3 separate regions of the Sus scrofa genome follow, and all the other regions are linked to region 1. A link is a contact called in public HiChIP or PLAC-seq data. All regions are on one chromosome and are shown on one strand. Each heading gives the region's core, a stretch centred on a gene start, on an enhancer-like site or on the middle of the called end of the contact. The rest is flanking DNA. Distances are from core to core; before and after follow the strand shown.

Region 1 (2,984 bases), core at 300-2,799:
TGAATATGTGGGAGTTCCTGTAACTCAATATGGTTGAATTACAAACCCAACTAGTATCCATGAGGATGTGGATTCGATCCCTGGCCTTGCTCAGTGGGTTAAGGATCCGGTTGTGAGCTGTGGTGTAGGTGGCAGACATGGCTTGGACCCATGTTGCTGTGGCTGTGGAGTAGGCAGGCAGCTGCCACTCCAATTTGACCCCTAGCCTTTGATCTTCCATATGGAACTTGGAACAGGTACAGCCCTAAAAAGCAAAAAAAAAAAAAAAAAAAAAAAAAAAAAAAGAAAAAAGAAAGAAAGAAAAGAAAAGAAAAAAGTATGAATACAGTGCTGTTTTTATTTATTTATTTAATTTATTATTTTTTTTTTTTTTTGCATGGGAAGTTCCTGGGCCAGGGATCAAACCCATGTCACAGCAGTGACCTGAGCCACAGCAGTACAATGCTAGATCCTTCCTGCTGAACCACCAGGGAACTCTGTGTGTTCCTTACTTACATCCACTGTGCAGTTTATGCTCACATAGTAGGTGCTGAATAAATCCGGTCAGTAGTATCAAGTTGGACCTATAAAAATAACAATTCAACAAACCAACTACCTCCTGGGTGCCTAGCTCAATGCTGAGCTCCAAGAATATAAAGCTGCTTGAGACTAAACCCTTGCTAAGTGATCCAGATTGCTGTGGAGGCCAACCTGGTGTTCCAGAGAGCTCTTGGGATGCTGCTGTGTGAATGCTGAATGAGTCACGGACAATTAGGCCAAGAAAGGTGGGAGAGGGCTTGGTGGAGAGGGAACAGCTGAATGAAGGGATCTCTCAGTCAGTAGGTTGCCTGAGTGAACTGTAAATCAGCATCAGAATGTTAATACTTGCTTGGCAGGTCATGTAACCTCTCAAAACCTCAGTTTCTTTATCTAAAAATAAATAAATAATAGTGACCACCTACTAGCCATGATGCGAACATTCAGTGAAGTAATATTTGTAAAGTACTTGCTTGGCACATCATCTGGCACAGAGTAAATGCTCAATTTAGCCACGTTACTAATTTTTTTTTTTAAATTAAAGTGTGGTTGATTTACAGTGTTTCGTCAGGTTCTGTTGTACAGCAAACTGACCCAATCACACACATTTCCTGTGCTTTACAGTAGGTCCCATTGCCCATCCATTCCAAATATAAGAATTTGCACCCAAAAAACCCCCCAAAATGCCCATCCATCCCATTCCCTTCCCTTTCCCCCCTGGGAACTCGAAGTCTGCTCTTCTTGACCACTATATTTTAACATTTTAATAATACCTTATAATTATGAATGATGACATTTCAAGAATACTTCATTTCCTGGTCGTTGGACTGCGAAGGAGGATCCCAGGATTCACTGTATCAGTGTTGAGGAACATTGAGGAAAGGAAGCCAGGGCCCGCTTCTCAAGTTCAACCAAGCGCTTGCCTGACGTCCCCACATCTACGCTGTGGTACACGAGGACTGGTGCAGAGCCGGGCTCCCAGGGTCACGTGGGTCGCGGCCCCGCCCCGGCTGAGCCCGTCCCCCGCGGCTGCACCAGAGGCGGCTGCGCCTGCGCGGAGCCAGGCGCGCTGTGCAGCGCGGTCCGCGGTGGGGGCGGCGCGAACAGCAAGGGGGAGGCGGATGGCTCTGCGGGGCCTGGCAGGCTCGGGGCCCGGTTCCCGCGGGCCGGCGGATGAGGCGGTGGCGACGGACGAGGAGCGCGAGGCATCTGCCTTGGTGGCGGCGGGAGCTGTATCGGAGGAGGATGAGGAAGACGAGGGCCGCGGCCGGGGCCTGCTGCGCTGGGACGGCTTCTCTGCCTGGCTGCACTGCGTGTGTGTGGTGGGCTTCGACCTGGAGCTGGGCCAAGCCGTAGAGGTGAGGCCCAGCCGCACCTTGACCCCGTGTGCGACCCGGGTCCCCGCGCCGGGGCGGTCCCAGCAGAGTGTGTGGCTCGCGGGCCGGCCTGCCTGGACCCCGGCCGATGCGCATCCGGGCGTGGCCGGCCGCCCCTCCGCCAGTATACTGGGCTGCGGTCCAGAGTTAGTTCCCTTGGGAGGATCGTGGGCTGTGGCTAGGGGTGAAAAGTTCTCTCTCGGCCCCTTCTAGATTCTTGTTGACCGTCATGTTTTCTTTTTCTTTTTTTTTTAACCCGGTATCACAGGAATAACTAGAATGGTTAGCGGCACCCAGGGAAGACTGCAGGCAGGATGTTTAGGACTTTGTCAAGAATGGAACAATGCCCATGACATACGGTGAACTATAATAGCCAAACGCCACACAACCAACATTTTTTTTAGACCTATAGATTGTTTTAATCATTAGCAGTAACTCCAGAGCATTCCACTCAGCCTGAGCCGAAATGCTTTTCTCAGAAAGCATTTTCTCTTTTGCTTTTGTTCCTCATTTCTGTTGTTTCTTGATAGTGCTTCTGAAACGGCTTGAAAGCTGATATCAAGATGAACATAAGGAAAATAGTTGGCTTGTGAATCTGTCAAGTTTTCCTATAACACCTTATCGGAAGGCTTTGTAATCTTAACTACTCTTCACATTATTTAGGGTCCCTTTTGTAGCACAGGAGATCGCTTGTCTTTATGTATCCAAGAAAAACATTATTAGAACGACCTAGGGTTAGAAGATTGTTTTGTTTTGTTTTGGTGGTAATGACAGATTTTAATTAACCATTTAATTCTGACTTGAGTGGCTTGAGTTGGCTAGAAAATTGGCCGGGGAGGTTTTTCTTAATGTGAACTGTGTATTCAGCTTGTTTTCTCTGTGTTTTATTATTATATATCTCAATACACATTGTTTCCATTAAGATCTTGGCATTGTGCTGGACACACAAACATGAAGGATATGCTCTAACCTGTATTTGTAGATTGAGACTACAATTTAGAGGAGAACCTAGATTAATCACTCTGGGAGAGAGAGTTAAATGCAATGCCTGGCGCATGGTGGTGTTCAATAAAAAATTGATAGAATCAATGA
Region 2 (2,984 bases), core at 224-2,723, 160 kb before region 1:
ACAATATTAGTGATGCATATTTTGTGCATTCTTTCTCCAAATATGGCATCTGCCGTGCACAAAACTCCAAATGGAAGCCACCAGATAGTTGAAATAACACTATCCTTTTAAAAGTTTTTAAAAGCCAAATGGATCCAGTTACCTTCATAAAACAGAATGTAATGAAGACAAGTATTGCGAACTTTTATCACTCATTGTTTTAACTAACCAAAATGTGAATTTAGTTTTAAATTTCAAACTGGCATGTTCTTCTGATGAAAGTCTTATAATGATAATGAACATATGTCACTAAATTTATTTGCCTGATTTCCCCGTACATAAAAGTGATTTGACAATATGTTGCTTTAAAACTCACTTTTCTTCTCTGACAGTCATAACAGAAAAGAATTAACAAAATAAATCACTTCAGACAATTACAGGACTATTCATTATAAAATATAAGAAGGTTTTATATAATCACTTTTGTTTAAATAAAAAATTGAGATGTTAACAATTAAGATAACATTAAAAAATGTCATTAGGAATATTAAAGCAGAATAACCACAAAAATAGAACTGCAAGCATTTTCCACCTGTTTCAAAAAAAACTTACATTGAATTTGATTAAAAATTTGAGATAAAAGCTGAAAATAATGCTGGAAGTAAGACAGAGATCGCAACAAATCTTTAATACTCAAAGAAACCTATTCCAAGCATTACAACACACACACACACACACACACACACACACACACACACACACTCACTCCCATTTAAAAAGAAACTTTCTGATGAATACATCCTTCTTAAAAGAGATTTCTGTTTTATATTATTATCTGATACTGTTATTGGATTGCCATTTTGTAAGCTATAAGAAATAAATTCATGTTAAAATACATGACCTTGTACACTAGCCTTCATTATCCAAAAAAGTTGTCAAACCCACCAAAAAATCCCACAGAAAACGAACCTTTTGAAAGCTTTGTTTCTTCTACCACTTTGGTTAGATGCCCCTCGACGATCAGCTTCTCTGCCAAAGAAAATAAACGTTACTATCCAAGCCCAAACTGAGGAGCAAGCATTTCCCCGAGCGGGGCAGTACAACACATTCCATGACCAAATTTAAAGATGATAACATTACTCCCATGACTAGGCGTGAACAAAAACTTGAACCTAGAAGGGGAACTAAGGGAACTTGAGCTATGATAGAATAATCAGGTCAATGCAGAAATCTGAGGATAAGGGAAAATTTGCCTTCAGTTTTCATTATTTTTCATCTTATTTTAAAAGTCTAGAACTTTTAAAAAAGAACTCAGAACAAACAAAGCAATCCCCTTTAAATCAAGATATTTAGTTGAAACAAACGAATTCTGAGAAGGTATTTAATTTAGATAAAGAAATAATATAGGAGTTTCCATTGTGGCTCAGTGGTAACAAAGCTGACTAGCATCCATGAGGATGCAGGTTTGACCCATGGCCTCGCTCAGTGGATTAAGGATCTGGCGTTTCAGTGAGCTGTGATGTAGGTCACAGGTGTGGCTTGGATTCCAAGTCGCTGTAGCTGTGGTGGAGGCTGACAGTTATAGCTTCAATTCGACCCCTAGCCTGAGAACTTCCATATGCCATGGGTGAGGTCCTAAAGAGACAAAAAGAAAAAAAAAAGGAAATAATGTTATACCAACAGTTTATTTTTCTCTTTTGATACAATTTAGGAGGGATGCCTGTATGACATGTTTAAGTAAAATGAATCCGTTCAGAAGAGCTAATTATTTAAAGAAACTAAAATTAAAACAAAATTTTATGGGGGATCCTTTGCAAATGTATAATGCAGCTTCTTTATAGTTTATTTAAAGTTGGATTTTTATATTCTGCCTTTCACTCAGGAGGATAATATATCTATTTCACTTAATTGATCCTGTATGTCGGTTGGTTTCCTTCAGTTTACACTTTTACAATATGTGAAATAATTTCCCTGTTCTTCTACTCTTTGATCCACTTCAACTTGGTCTACACCCATCATTCAACCACTGAAACCACTCCAAGATCACTATAACCTCCTATCTGCCAATACCCACAGCTCCTTTTCATGATTTTCATTTCATTTAGGGTTTTTGCAGGATATGGCACCGTTTGCCTAAACCTTTTTGAAAAAAAAAAAAGTTAAAGTAATAGATTCAGATAATTTTAAAGGGCCTTAGTCCTTCAAGATATATAATGTAAGCTGCCCTACTCCATTCCATTCCTGAAAATCACTTCCTACAAGCAACAACTTTTTAATCTCTAGCCATTTCTTTGGCTCTTTACATTTACATTTCTAAATAATATATTGCTTTTTAAAATATACATATATTTTAGGGCCACACTGGTGGCACTTGGAGGTTCCCAAGCTAGGGGTCGAATCAGAGCTGTAGCTGCTGGCCTACACCACAGCCACGGCCACAGCAATGTAGGATCCGAGCTGCGTCTGCAACCTACACCACAGCTCACAGCAACACCAGATCCTTAGCTCACTGAGCGAGGCCAGGGATCGAACCTGAGTCCTCATGGATACTAGTTGGGTTTGTTAACCACTGAGCCATGACAGGAACTCCTACACATCTTTTAACCCACTCAGAGAGGCCAGAGATTGAGCCTGCACCTTCATGGATACTAGTCAGCTTCATCATCACTGAGCCATCACGGGAATTCCTATATTGCTATTTCTTAATTTTTCCATTTTAGACATTATTTACCGACAATCTCTCATAGATGAGTAAGCTCTCGTATCCTATCATCATCCTCATAAGTGTTATATTTTGTCCATCTGTAATTGGTATTTATATTATGATTATTATTTATATCTGAGTAATATAATATGTAATTCTCTTCTCGTACATCATTCAGTGTTTTTTGAACTTATAATGTTTTCATTTGTTTTGCTAATTTTAAAAAATTTATCTGAAACACAGTCCAAGTTCTTATAAAACCATAAAATGCTCAAACATACCAGGAAATCTATCACATTAT
Region 3 (2,984 bases), core at 260-2,759, 130 kb after region 1:
AGCACCTCTGACCCCCGCCCCCTTCATGAGCCCTAAAAATGGATGAGTTTGTAAGCAGACTGGTAGAGTTACTTTACCTGAAGGACAGAAGATCTCTGAAGCACCTTTTCCTGCGCTGCTGGGTATAAAACCAGTTTCTCCAGCAGTTCTTTGTGAAGTGGGTCGGACTGCAGGGCCTCATGGAAAGCAATGTCATGCTGGCTAAGGAGGCTGAACTTGGACTTTCGGTAAAAAGTAGCGAGGCCTTCATGCTGCTTGATTCGAAACACGCCCTCCAGCCCAAAGGCCTCGAGGGCCGGCACCAAGCTGTCTGTAAACACGTCGCGGTCAACTTCCTGCAAACAGATGAGGTCGGCGTTGTAGCCCGTGAGTTCCTTTTGGATAAGGTTCTGGCGGTAGTCGAGTTCCAGGGCGTAAGGGGCACAGTACGGGTACAGGACCGTCCGTGAGAACTCAGTCTGGGCATATGTGTCGGCCAGAAGGTTGTAGGAGACTGTGCGGATGAGGGCGTCGTCAGTCACCTTCTTCGTGTAGAGATGCCGGTGGTCAAAGGTGCACGTGCCGGGCCCGGCCTCCACCGAACACACACTTTCCAATTCTCGGCTTGGTCCGAAGCGCTGCCCATTGCCTGGGGTACAATGAAGTTTGAGCCGTAGCCCGATGTCAGCATTGGACGGGGTGTAGACGCGCTCGTTCACACCCGTCTCGGTCCAACCAGGAGAAGGTGAAGAGGGAGACAATGACGAGGGGCCTCCGCCCTCAGGCTCCACCGCTGTAGGTTTGGTTTCCTTGTACCAGCGGAAGAGGGAGCCGGCGGGATCCCCAAATTCGAGGCCGAGCTTGGGGCACACCGGGAAGCCGGCCATGATGTAGCGCGGCAACTGCAGCTCGGTGAGGGAGGGCGGGTTGCGCTCTACCTTGTATTTGACATCGCCGATCTGCAGCACCGCACCGTCCTGCCAGGCGTCCACATTGAGCACGTCTTCAGCCACTGCCTCCTCCCGGTAGTACAGCTTCACTACGGGTTCGCAGGCTGCAGCCGGCTCGGGCCCAGACCCCGCACAGGCCCCACCGCCGCCTGCGTTTGGCCGGTTCTTCCTGCTCTTCCTGGCCGCGGCCGCCTTAGCGTGGCCTTTGAGAGCATTAGTAGCGATCCGGCTGAGGGCCCGACCCAGCGGCTCGCTCTGGTCGCGCTGCATATTCTTGTGGCTACCGTCGGCCAGAGCGAAGGACAAGCTAAGCTTAGGCTCCGAGGGCACACAGCGCACTACAGCGCGCTCCATCACGCCTGCCGCGGTCTCAGTCGCCGCCTCAGCTCGACTGTGCCGCTCCACCGCCGTGCGGACCCCACGAAGCGCGGCGCGGGCGCCTGGGAGCCTCCACATGAACCTGGTGGCCTAGCGGCTGACGAGACCTGCGGCTGAACGGCCGCTAAGCGTCAGGGAGAGACAGAGGAGCAGCAGCCACCGGCTCCAGGACCCATTCAGTTCCTCAACTTCCGGCCGGCGAGGAGAGTGCGCACGGTGCTCTCGCCCCGCACTTTCGCCAGGCCTGCTAATCTGCTAATTTTCTTCCACAGCTACGTCTGCCTCCAATCCATCCCAGCTTAATTTTTATATCTAACTCTAGCTATAAGGCTAGAAAAATAAAAACATGGAGGCTTCAGAGGGGAATATTAGACTTAATGGTTTATCGAAAGTGCAGTTAGCAGGCGGAAGAGAAGGCGCGCCCAAGCTCAAGTGGTTGAGGCGGTGTAGCGAGTTTCGTTTCCCCGAAGGATCCTGGCGCCTTATCTGGGCTCTGACCGCCTCCTTTCTTGTGCTGCCTGGAGCTGCCCTGCGCGAGGGCGTGAGGAGATCCCCCTGGACTGCCAGCCCGGGTTCGGGCGTGGAAAATATTTCTCAGTTCCTCTCCTCACTATTCCCGACACTGCTAACCCTCTTCCGAAGTGTGGGTTTGCCTCAGGCCCAGTCAGCGCCGACGCGCCCAGCAGAGTTTTTGTGATAGCTAATAACCAGGAACGATAAATAGTAAGTTCCAGTTACAGATGTGAGGTCCGGAAAGATTAAGTTACCTGCTCTAGGTCAAACAGACTTTGCTGAATGAATGACAGGTGACAGGATAGCTACTGGGTAAGAGGAAATGGGAAGTGTAACTTCCTTGAAACCCACATGAAAAAAGTAGTTCAAGAAACAGATTTTGTGTTGAATATAATTAATATTCTATGATTTACTGAAGGGGAAAAAACCCTTTAAGATTCAGAACAAGTTGAGAATTCTCTCGGCAAATGATCTGTGTCCACTTTCCTTCTACAACTAGAGTATTTATTTATTGGGTATCTAAAAATAAACTACACATTTTCTTCTGGATTACAGTGAGGAAAATAAGCCTTTTCTACAGGAAGGATGAATTTTGCTGTTATTTGAAATTTATATACATGTCCTCCCCCTCTCCACACAGCAAGCATTTGACAAAGTGACCGAATACTGGTGATATTTATGTGATCTAGAGCTACCTAGTAGGGTTAAAAGTCACTACATTATATCAACTAAGTGCCCTAAACAAGTTTCATTTCCCCAGTTTATAGTATCCACGTTAGCAAGTATTTTAAAATGGCGTTTTTCTTATCTCCAGCATTTTTCTTCATGCAACTTAAGCAGAACTCAATCTTAAATTATTCAACTTAAAGAATGATAAAAGCTGTATTAGAAAATGTGACTTTCCTTTAAGCAAGCTGATGTAATTGAACTCTTGCAGTCTTAATCCCAATTTTGAGACAGATGCCTTGAAGTGCCATTCTTTCCTTTAGGGTTTTGTTGGTTTTTTTTTTTTTTGATGTTTTATTTTTTTTTTCAAAGAATAAAACATACCCATCCCCGACTCCTATGCATACACAAACATTTATGAATTTACACCCTTACTCCCACTTTTTATACAAATAGAAATGTAATATACTCATGGTTCAGTTATCTTTCTCTTTTCGT

What was found. HiChIP or PLAC-seq counts read pairs in DNA pulled down with a chosen protein or histone mark.
Region 2: a contact with region 1 is called in an H3K27ac HiChIP or PLAC-seq map of skeletal muscle. The contact joins the enhancer-like site here to the promoter of DENND6A in region 1. A contact is called at or near these places in 5 of 47 Hi-C or Micro-C datasets (epiblast stem cells, fetal heart ventricle, psoas muscle and 1 more) and 2 of 2 datasets of contacts at active chromatin or transcription factors (alveolar macrophages and skeletal muscle).
Region 3: an H3K27ac HiChIP or PLAC-seq map of alveolar macrophages shows a contact between it and region 1. The contact joins the promoter of PDE12 here to the promoter of DENND6A in region 1. A contact is called at or near these places in 1 of 5 promoter capture datasets (fetal liver), 1 of 47 Hi-C or Micro-C datasets (heart right ventricle) and 1 of 2 datasets of contacts at active chromatin or transcription factors (alveolar macrophages).

The regions. Positions count from the first base shown.
Region 1 is chr13:39,522,675-39,525,658 of Sscrofa11.1, reverse strand. DENND6A (protein DENND6A) reads left to right here and starts at 1,549. Exons shown (of 20, transcript XM_021069010.1): 1 at 1,549-1,874. The coding sequence starts at 1,638.
Region 2 is chr13:39,683,565-39,686,548 of Sscrofa11.1, reverse strand. SLMAP (sarcolemmal membrane-associated protein) reads right to left here. Exons shown (of 21, transcript XM_021069059.1): 12 at 949-1,008. Among named protein-coding and RNA genes, the nearest start is that of FLNB, 100 kb to the left of the region's middle. Within about 2 kb of position 1,473, at least 18 of the 83 cell types and tissues checked have an H3K27ac peak or open chromatin away from gene starts, as enhancers often do. A contact at or near this core is called in skeletal muscle, where this site is marked.
Region 3 is chr13:39,394,042-39,397,025 of Sscrofa11.1, reverse strand. It overlaps PDE12 (2',5'-phosphodiesterase 12), which reads right to left and starts at 1,509. Exons shown (of 3, transcript XM_001926462.5): 1 at 78-1,509. The coding sequence starts at 1,385. DNAH12 (dynein heavy chain 12, axonemal) reads left to right here and starts at 1,760. Exons shown (of 75, transcript XM_021069807.1): 1 at 1,760-2,030.